Regions from separate parts of the Mus musculus genome. Here regions 1 and 2 are each linked to region 3. A link is a contact called in public promoter capture Hi-C data. All regions are on one chromosome and are shown on one strand. Each heading gives the region's core, a stretch centred on a gene start, on an enhancer-like site or on the middle of the called end of the contact. The rest is flanking DNA. Distances are from core to core; before and after follow the strand shown. Region 1 holds the start of Mcm3ap (minichromosome maintenance complex component 3 associated protein). Region 2 holds the start of Pcnt (pericentrin (kendrin)). Region 3 holds the start of Specc1l (sperm antigen with calponin homology and coiled-coil domains 1-like).

Region 1 (3,506 bases), core at 664-3,163, 1.3 Mb after region 3:
AAAAGCAGAAAGAACTTTGCTTTGACAGGGGAAGAAACGTGTGTATGCTATAATCCACTATATATATATATACAGAAACAAATCCTTCATTAGCTGTGGCCTCTTCAGACATGCTGTAGACCTTCAGTCCCCTCTGCTGGGCTCTGTTCTACCCATCTTGTGCGGGCTATAGCCCAATCCTGTCTGCAGTTAGAAGCAGGCGACACTGATTCTACTGCATCCAGCCTCTCCCAACGCACACCTCGAGTCCTGTCCTGTCTCTGCCTGACCACCATGCCCACTCTGCACGGGTGCCTGACCTTATTTTATGCCACAATCACAAGGCTTAACTTTCCAGGGTTAAGCCTGCATCCTTGGCTCTTTCCTTCTCTTTTCTATCCTTTGAAGCACCATTTACTACCAATTCATTCCCCAAAAGGAGTATTCCCATTTCTTCTGCTAACAATGGGGGAAGCTATTTAGACAATGTGGTTCCTTGTAGCTATCTATCGCAAGGGAATCTGTTGATAATGCTTACCAGTTTTTACTTTTCTGTCCAAGCATTTACTACTGAGGTACACTTAAAACTGCAGACACTCTTATTTGAATTTCCTGAGGGCACTGAGTTAGTGAGAGTGGTCCCTGCATAGAGGAATTGTGATGTTTAGGGCTAGACATACTTAATGGGTCTATGTCATATTGCTTCATTTCTGTTTTTTATTTGCTTGTTTTTGAGATAGAGAGGATTTTTTTTTGGACCGAGTTTCTCTTTGTAGCCCTGGCTGTCCTGTTAATCACTCTGTAACACCAGGGTGGACTTGAATTCAGAGATCTGCTTTTCTCTGCCTCCCAAGCATTAGGACTAAAGGTGTGTGCCACCACTGCCACCCGGCTGAGAAAGGGGCTTCTTATGTGGCTTTTGTCTGGCCTTAAACTAACCAGGCAGACCAAAGGTGGCTTTGAACTCACAAAGATTCGACTGCCTCTGCCTCTTGGATAGATGGGATTAAAGGCATGCACAGTCACACCAGGCTAGACTTCAGTGCATTTCCAGAAAACTTCAAAATCAAAGATAACCAGATCTGTAATGTAATTAACAGGAACTATTCTGGAAGGAAGGTAAGCTGTACGAGAAGAACATATATACATACATATATATTTATTTTAAATATGAGGTATACATATTTACCTCATGAAATGAGAAAGAAAGCACGTCAGTTGGGACATTTTTATTCCTGTAGATCCTATTAATGTTCTGAATAGTCTTGTTGTCAACACAGATGATCCCCAGGTCAAATTTCTTCACTCCTAAGATACTCCTGACTAAATCCATCTTCCTGCGAAGTGGCACTCTTCTGATGGGGACCACCCGCTGCAGATTTTTAATCACCAAACTCATTTCGGGAAGAACACCCAGCCCTTTAAAAAAAAAAAAAAATGGTTGGAAGGAACCTGTGGTTAAAGTTCGAGAAAAGACCCGTAACTACTAGAGAGTGATAAGTTATGTAAAAACACACACGCGCTCACAATAAAACTTTATTTGATGGGATTTATCTGGTGGCAATGCTAAGGGAAATCACCTTTATTTACCCTAGGAAACTAATAAACAGGGTAGACTGGGCACAACGTGCAGAATAAGGCAAGTGGTTTGGGGCGGTTGCAATGGTGCAGGACCAGGTGAGGATGAGTGTGGGTGAGCAAATGGGGTCGCTGTGGGTCCAGCGTCTCTCGGGCACTCAGGCTGGAGGATCCACGCACGAACGAGGGGCTTCCACGCCGCACAATGCGGGATCGCCGTGCACTTACCGAATCCGACCGTGAAGAAGGTCGGGGGTCTGGCGGGCCGCCTGCCGGAAGATCAGCAGCAGCACACCCCAGAGAGCGGAAGCCGGATGCGGAGGACCGGAAGTTGGTCCTACAAATTTGATGTCCGTAGCGCACACCCAAGAGCCCGCTCCAGTGGCCGGTTTGTTGCGGTGCGGTGGGCCCGGTAGAGGCTGCACGCAGACTGTGGGCGAGCACAAGCGCTGGCGACAGTGGCCGTATCTGGCGGACTTGCTCCTCCCTCCGCGGCCTCCGCTGTCCCTTGTGTCTTTGCCGAGTTGCTGAAGGCCTTCACTAGTCTTCGCTCGAAGGCGTCTGTTAACCTAGCGGCCGGCTTCCGGAGTGTTAAGCATCGGGGATAAAAAGCTATTATTTCTAGACCAGGGCATCGCAAGTTCGAGTTACCGGGAGAAAAATGAGATGGTAGGAACCCAAAGCAGTAACATTTTAAATTACGGTTTTTGTGTTTTTATTTATTTATTTATTTATTTTGCCTTGGAGATCGCAAGAATCTGATAAGTGATGTGTTCCCGTCTTATTACTGAGGTTTTGTTTGTTTGTTTGTTTGCTTGTTTTTTCCCCGAGAAGGTATCAATTGAATAAAATGCTTTGCATTTTTATTTTAATCATAACGGATCAGGCTTCACCTAAGCCTGCTGGAGCACACCTGTGGTCCCAGCAGAAGGGAGACCGAGGCAGAAGAAAGGAACTTAAGGTTGTGCTTGATTGTAGTAAGCTTGAGGCAAGCCTGGGCTAAGCGAGACCTTGTCTTTTTTTTTTTTTTTTTTTTTTGGTTTTTCGAGACAGGGTTTCTCTGTATAGCCCTGGCTGGCCTGGAACTCACTTTGTAGACCAGGCTGGCCTTGAACTCAGAAATCTGCCTGCCTCTGCCTCCCGAGTGCTGGGATTAAAGGCATGCGCCACCAAGCCCGTTTTACGAGACCTTGTCTTTAATGAAAAGAAAAAGAAAAAAAAATCTTTAAACCTCCCTTACACCATAATCCATTTCTAATACCCTGTGTCCAAAACCTGTTGATCTGTGAGTGGTCGGCGGCCCGTTGTGCCCTTGCCTTTTAAATAATTGTCTTAGAATTTCTGTGATTTAAGAGTTGGAGCAAAATATGCTGTGATGTCCTAACCTTTTTTTTTTTTTCCAGGTCATCCTGAGGATGAAGGAGAGCTTCCCCTGGCAACAGATAATTTAAAGAGGAGAGCTACTTGTGTATAGTCCATATTTATTGCCTTCAGATAATTGGCTTGAAGATGCACCCGGTGAACCCCTTCGGAGGGCAGCAGCCCAGTGCTTTTGCGGTATCTTCCAGCACCACGGGAACATATCAGACTAAATCACCATTTCGATTTGGCCAGCCTTCCCTTTTTGGACAGAACAGCACACCCAGCAAGAGCCTGGCGTTTTCACAAGTACCAAGCTTTGCAACACCCTCTGGAGGAAGCCATTCTTCCTCCTTGCCAGCATTTGGACTCACCCAAACCTCAAGTGTGGGACTCTTCTCTAGTCTCGAATCCACACCTTCTTTCGCAGCTACTTCGAGTTCCTCTGTGCCCGGCAATACGGCATTCAGCTTTAAGTCAACCTCTAGTGTTGGGGTTTTCCCAAGTGGCGCTACTTTTGGGCCAGAAACCGGAGAAGTAGCAGGTTCTGGCTTTCGGAAGACGGAATTCAAGTTTAAACCTCTGGAAAA
Region 2 (3,298 bases), core at 468-2,967, 1.2 Mb after region 3:
CACTTATCTGTGGGAAGAGAAATTTGAAGGGCACTGCCTACAGTACCAACTCTGTTCTAATCTCTTGCCTTCTCCACTGAATGCAACTGTCTGCCTCAGAGCTCGCCCTCTGCAGCATGTACTTGGTCTCTGGCCATGAACCTTCAATGAGTGGCCTTCTGGTTCGTCTCATTAGCCTCCATCTCCCTAAGGATATCTAATTGGGTTCACAAACCCACCCAAGTACAGACACCAGTTCCCCTGGTGAAGTACTAAACTTCACATGCCCTCATTTCTCAAAGTGTCTATCTACATGTGCCCAGCTTATACCCCATAAGGGCCACAATGGCTTCTGGCCGGCACCTGTAATCTGACATTGCTGTGCTCTCATTTCCTCTGTGTATTTTGCATGTTTTTTCGAAGTGGGTGCAGGGTGATAGTGGTGGTGGGGTTGTTGACACAAATGAAGAATTGCTGTTACTAGGCGAACCACAAAATCAACACAGCCCTTTCATGAAGGCTATAGCTATACTGTCCTGACAGTACAGGGTAGGGACACAGCCTCTGGTTCCACAGCCATGATAGCTGGCCAGAGATCCACTTCCAAAATGTTCGCACCTTCTCTTCCTCTGAATCCCCATCACCTTTCAAATAACTATCTTGCCAGGCAGTGGTCGTGCATGCCTTTAATCCCAGCACTTGGGAGGCAGAGGCAGGAGGATTTCTGAGTTCGAGGCCTGCCTGGTCTACCAAGTGAGTTCCAGGACAGCCAGGACTATACAGAGAAACCCTGTCTCGAAAAAAACAAAACAAAACAAAACAAAAAAACAAAACAACTATCTTAACAGCCACAAGTGTTCCCAGGGTAGAGTCTCAAACAAATTCAAAATCTGAGGCAGAAGGAGGTGAGAAGAGGACCCTCGGTAGTATGGCAGTTGTGGGGCCCGGCCAGAGAGCGAACAACGAAATACAACAACAGGACACCACTAGGGAGCAAAGTTCTTGGTTCCCTGGGAAAATAAAGTCTGAAGACGGTCTTTAAAAAGCCTTGGACAGTTTAGTCTCAGGAAAGTGCCTGAGCACCGGAAGCACAACAACTAAGAATGCTAGGTGACCAGGACCCGCCCATGGCGCTCGGGCCCACCTACAAGTCGTACGTCTCTGACGCTGATTGGCTGTGGGTGTAATAGGGCGGAGCGAGACAGAGGGCGCTGGATTCAAGATGGCGGCGCCTAGGAAGTGAATTCCGCAGAAGCGGCGGGAAGGACAAGCGCCCGGCAGTTCCCACTGCTCCACCGCCACCGCTTGTGTCAAGCGGCGGTCTGAGCACCGGAACCGCTTTAGGATTTCTTCCCCACCGCAAAGCTGAGAGAAGGATGCTACCGTCTAACCTTGGCTCTCCCAGCCTCCACCTTCCTGCGCCGCTGCTCCTGCTCGTCTTCCATCTCCACCTGGGCTCCCGGCGAGTCGCTCGGAGGTGACAGGGCGGCGGCGACACCGCCTTCGCTCTATTTACACTCCCTCCCTTCACCCACTCGCCTCCCCACCCCCCATACACACAACTGTCAGCTTCGCCCCGCCAATCCGGAGCCCCGTGTGGCCTTGCGCACGCGCGCTCCGCTGACGCTCCAAGGGCGGAGAGCCATCTCTCTGGTCCCCAATTGGTACGCCGACGCTCTCCACCCTCTTCATCCACGCCAATGAGCGAGGCGCGGCGTTCCCGGGGCTCGCGGGCGTTCGTCGACTGGGCGGCGGGAAGGTTTGGACAAACCGTTTTCCCGAGGCGGTGCTACCTATCGCCCTCTCCCGACAGGAGGAGGACTTACATACCAGCGGCTCTCCATGCCTCCGGTGCGCTCTGGGCACTCTCTCCCGCACTTTGCCAAAGTCGTTTTTTCTGTCGCGATGTGTTTCTGCGAACACTGGGGCATCCTCTAGGATCCACCAGCCCCCACTTTTGGTTCTCAGGTGCAGTCAACTGGGAGTCCTGCTTCCCTTCTTTGACCACTTCGGCCCCTCCTGAACACGGTCCCCTGTCTTCAATCCAAATCCAAAGAACAGAGTATAGCCAGAGTTACTCATTGAATGACACCTAAAACTTAGACCGCTGTCCCCAGTGGACCCCAGAGTTGCCACCCAGGGCCGTTTTGCATTCACGCACACGCTTCAATGTACAGAGTCGCTGTGTGTTCAGGCACCTGACTCTCACTCCATCCATCACCTCTACCAGGAAAGTCTTTCTGCCATAAGGAAATAAAGAAACTATGGTCCATTTGTAGTAAGAGGCGCGTTTAAAGCTCATCGGTGGATTACAGGAAATTAGGAGGATTGGGCCCTTGGATTCCCTAGCCGGCAGCAGGTTCTTTCTTGCCTAACATTTATTAATTTATCATTGGGTTGAAACGTTGCAGGCTGTTAACATGACTAACATAAAAGGAGAGGATCTGAGCTCCAGGATATATGTCAAGAGCTTTGCATCCTGCACGGATAGGATAGGGAAGCTGGAGAGAGGGTAATGCCTATAAGAATGAATCCTCCTGAAGAACTCAGTAGTGTGGAATTTGGGAACAGGGAAATGCCGTAAGGGCTATAAAACCTATTTTATACCAAATCTGCATGACAGCCGTTTTTGCCTTCTCTCTAGGCTGACACCCAACTTTACAAGATCCAAAAAATAAATTGTTTCACTTTCATGACTCAAAAGACTTCAAGCCTCTTAGGAAGTGTCTCTTGCACTGATGAAAACACTGAGTGGGTGGGGGTCCCTCTGGACAGACCTATCCTCTAGGATATGTTGGTCTCAGTCTTTGAGCCATGCAATATTTAAGGAATGTTTGAAGGGTGGTCGGTCATATTTTACATATCAAAACTTAAAGGACTGGAGAGATCAGCAGTTAAGAGCATTAGCTGCTCTTCCAGAGAACCCCCAGTTGATTCGCAGTACCCAATGGTGGCTCACAATTGTTACTCCAGTTCAGAGGATCTGATGCACACCTCTGGCTTCTGAGGGCACCAAAAACTCATGTGGCGCACATTGGTACCCATAAAATAATTTTTAAAGTATAAATAAATACCTAATAATATTTATTTCTTTGAACTATGAGTATGTTTGTGTCTCTGTGTGGAACTGGCAGGTATCCTTAGAGGTAAGAAGAGGGTGTTAAATGCCCTAAAGCTGGAGTTACAGGCAATTGTGCGTCAACAGATGTGGGTTCTGGGATCTAAATTACCCCCTCACTCACTAAGGAAATCCCTGCTTCGTATAGTGGCACGTGTCTTATACCCAGCACTGGAGAGGTGGGTCTCTGAGTTCAGGGCC
Region 3 (3,441 bases), core at 452-2,951:
GGCCTGTTTAAGTGCTAATCCTATTTGACCTCCATAAAAATTTATAACAGCATATGTTTTGTAGTGGGTAAACCAGAAAGCAAAGGGACTATTATGTAATGCATCCAAGGTTCAAAGCCAGGTTTTGTTTTTGTTTTTTTTTTTTTGGCTCAATGTACTAATGTATTGTGGCTCTGCTGGTTAAGAAGGAAGAATTAAAGATCAAGAGGTACAGTGTGATGCCATCTGTGTATTGAGGTAGTAAAATAGTGCATATCGTAATTTAAATATTTGCTTCTGTTCATAAATGATGTCAAGGGATATTGATATTGAGGAGTGGAAACTATGTGAGGAATTGTAGGGTACTGAATATGTTGAAATGGTGATTTTTGAATTTTGAGGCATGTAAATTTTCTTAGAAATGCATTCAGAGATATTTATTTATTTATTTAGGGGGGGGCTGGAGAGATGGTTAGGAGCACTGGCTTCTTCCAGAGCTCCTGAGTTCAGCTCCCAGCAACCTGTGTACACATGGTGGTTCACAACCATGTATAATGAGATCTGACATCCTCTTCTGGTGTGTCTGAAGACAACAACGGTGTACTCATATACATAAATATCCATATACAAAATCTTTAAATTTATTTATTTATTTATTTATTTATCTATTTGCTAATTTATTTGAGACAGGGTCTCACCATGTGGCAATGGCTGGCCTGGAATTGGCTATATAGACCACGTTGGCCTGGTACTCACAGAGATGATCCATCTTTGCCTCCTGAGTGCTGATATTAAAAGCATGTTCCACTATGCCCAGTGAATCAGAGATTAAATTCTTAAAAAGAAAACATCAAAGAATAATGTTCCGGCTAGGTCTTGTCAGTTTGATCTAAGTTACCATTATCTGGGAAGAGGAACTTCAGTTGAGAAAATGTCTTTGTTAGATTGCCTATATACAAATCTATAGGGCATTTTCTTGGTTAATGATTGATGTGGGAGAGGCCAGGCTCACCAGGATGTGGTGTGACCCCCTAGGGGATCCTGGATGATATAAGAAAGCAGGCTGAGCAAGGCATGAGGAGCAAACCAACAATCTGTGTTTCTCCAAAGCTTCTCTGCTTCAGTTCCTGCCTTCAGGTTCCTTTGAGTTCCTGCCCTGACTTCTCTCAGTGATGGTGTGTGACCTGGGAGTTGTAAGCCAAATAAACCCTTTCCTCCCCAGGTTGCTTTTGGTCATGGTGCTTTTATTATAGTAATAGAGCCATTTACAAATTTAAAAAGTAAAATAAAAACTACACAGGAATTACATAAGCTTATAGAACTCTTTAACTTTATAATGCTAGTGATCTTGTTCCCTTTAATGGGTGGAGTAGGGACCGGTGTTGCTCATGTGCTGGGAACATAATGGGTGCCTGGCATGTGCATTTTTCTCAACTGTCGGGTTCAGCACACTGTAAACATACATTTCAACCAGAGCGGACCTATTTGCCTTGGAGGAAAAACGAGAGACTAGGAGCACTTCCAGCACAAAAGACTGCAGTTATCTAGTTGCACCGCCGACTAGCACAGCGCGTGCGCGGTCCAGAACTCAGCGCGAAGAGGAGGTGTGACAGCTGGCGCCTGCGCAGTAGCAGCCCAGGGAGGCGCCGATCACGGCACATGCGCGGGGAGTAGAAGGGGGCGGCACCGGTGGATAAGGGGCGGGCGGAGGGCGGGAGCCGCAAGGGAGACAGGGCGGGCCGAGGGAGCGGCGCCGTGGGGTTGGCTGTTGCCCTGAGGCCGGACTCAACGGACCGGGCCGCGCCACCGGGCGAGCTCGCCGCCCGGCCCCAGCCCGGAGCCAGCGAGTGAGCGAGGCGGTGCCGCGCGGTAAGAGCCGGGGCAGGGTCTTCTCCGCTTGTGCCGCGGGCACGTTCGTCTCCTCAGCGCCGCCCGCGCGGCCAGGCCCGGGCGGCCCCGCAGACCCTGGCGGCCCCGCGCCTGCGCTGTCCCCCCTCGTCACCCCCCCCATCCCCAGCCATCCCGCGCCTGCGCCGTCTCCTGCCCGGGCGGACCTCACAGCTTGCCCCGCAGATCCCCCGGGAACCCAGGCTGGCGTGGTACCCAGCTGGCTGGGGGTCTCATCCCTGCGGAGAGGCTGGGTGCGACCCTGGTGCTTGTGTTCCCTGTGGTGTCGGGAGAGACCGGGCATTCATCCTAGTTCCTTGCCCTGGGCTGGGACAGGTTGCCTCCCCATCTGGTGCATTGAGGGTGGGGAGCAGGAGCGGAGGTCCCCCGAAGGCTGCGCCCTGCAGTGTTAGGACCTGGCTGTTGGAAGCTGGCAGTGTTCTTTATTCTTGAGACTTGGCTAATTATGTCAGATTGGATGTGGATGTTTCTGTGTGTTGTTGAAGAAATGCTGCATTTTCATTAGAGGCGTGTGTGTGTGTGTGTGCATTTTCATTAGAGGCTTGTGTGTGTGTGTGTGTGTGTGTGTGTGTGTGTGTGTGTGTGAGAGAGAGAGAGAGAGAGATAGAGAGAGAGAGAGATAGATAGATGGTGGCGATACCCCAGAGAACACTAGAAAAGAAATCGGTTTCTGGTGGGCTTAGCCGCCTAAAACCAAACAAAAATTTCTGTGATCATTCAAATGCAGGCATCCTTGATTTTTTGTTTTGTTTTGTTTTGGGTTTTTTTGTTGTTTGTTTTTTGTTTTGTTTTTGTTTTTGTTTTCACTCTCTTGAAGATCAGTCCTAAAGTGCGGCGGGGTGAGGGGGCACCCTTTGACTGTCATGACAGAGAATCGTAAAGTTTGGCCTACACCTGTAATCCCGAGGCCAAGGCTGGATGAGCTCCAACTGGGCTGCAGAGTAAGGCCTTGTCTCAAACTACAAACAAAAACAAAACAAAAAACAAATCGCGGAGCCCAGGAAGGCTTCTTGTCATTCAGGAAGCTAAATCTTGAGGTGAAATCAGCTGTGGACTACAGGCAACAACAGTTCTATCTAAAGGTTTGGAATGAGGCACCAGCGTTGTTGCATAGGCATTAAAGGCACCGTTCGGTTGGTCCTCTTTCAATATGTCAGGAATGGAAAGAGTTTGAAAAGCAATACGCCTGTGCTGAATTCTGTACAGACTCTTTTTTTTTTTTTTCTCTTGTCCTTTCCTTGTACTGGGATAATATAAGCAATTGACGATGGAAGTGTACTTGAGGGTTGAGTCGTATATGGATAACTTCACTCTCCCATCTTTGGTATTAAGGGCATGGAATATGGCTAGATAAGTGTTTTATAGCTAAGCTATATCTACTCCCCAGCTTGATAAAAATTGAAGTAATGTCTCAAAATATCCAACCAATATAGAAGGGGATATGGAGAAAAAAGTATGTTGGTCTCGTTACATTTTCTTTCCTATTGAGAAAGAGCTGATGCCCCCTTCCCTTTTTCCCCCTTTTAAAAATGTCTCATTTTCCCTTTGGATCTA

What was found. Promoter capture Hi-C pulls out the DNA fragments that hold promoters and counts their contacts.
Region 1: a contact with region 3 is called in a promoter capture Hi-C map of pre-B cells. The contact joins the promoter of Mcm3ap here to the promoter of Specc1l in region 3. A contact is called at or near these places in 3 of 39 promoter capture datasets (cranial neural crest, pre-B cells and second pharyngeal arch cranial neural crest).
Region 2: a promoter capture Hi-C map of erythroid cells shows a contact between it and region 3, with 13 times the contacts expected there. The contact joins the promoter of Pcnt here to the promoter of Specc1l in region 3. A contact is called at or near these places in 1 of 39 promoter capture datasets (erythroid cells) and 1 of 484 Hi-C or Micro-C datasets (muscle stem cells).

Annotation. Positions count from the first base shown.
Region 1 is chr10:76,466,989-76,470,494 of GRCm38.p6, forward strand. Mcm3ap (minichromosome maintenance complex component 3 associated protein) reads left to right here and starts at 1,914. Exons shown (of 29, transcript NM_019434.3): 1 at 1,914-2,226; 2 at 2,961-3,506. The coding sequence starts at 3,067. Ybey (ybeY metallopeptidase) reads right to left here and starts at 2,126. Exons shown (of 5, transcript NM_172550.4): 1 at 1,786-2,126; 2 at 1,169-1,398. The coding sequence starts at 1,378.
Region 2 is chr10:76,441,195-76,444,492 of GRCm38.p6, forward strand. It overlaps Pcnt (pericentrin (kendrin)), which reads right to left and starts at 1,718. Exons shown (of 42, transcript NM_008787.3): 1 at 1,371-1,718. The coding sequence starts at 1,424.
Region 3 is chr10:75,210,372-75,213,812 of GRCm38.p6, forward strand. It overlaps Specc1l (sperm antigen with calponin homology and coiled-coil domains 1-like), which reads left to right and starts at 1,702. Exons shown (of 16, transcript NM_153406.3): 1 at 1,702-1,848.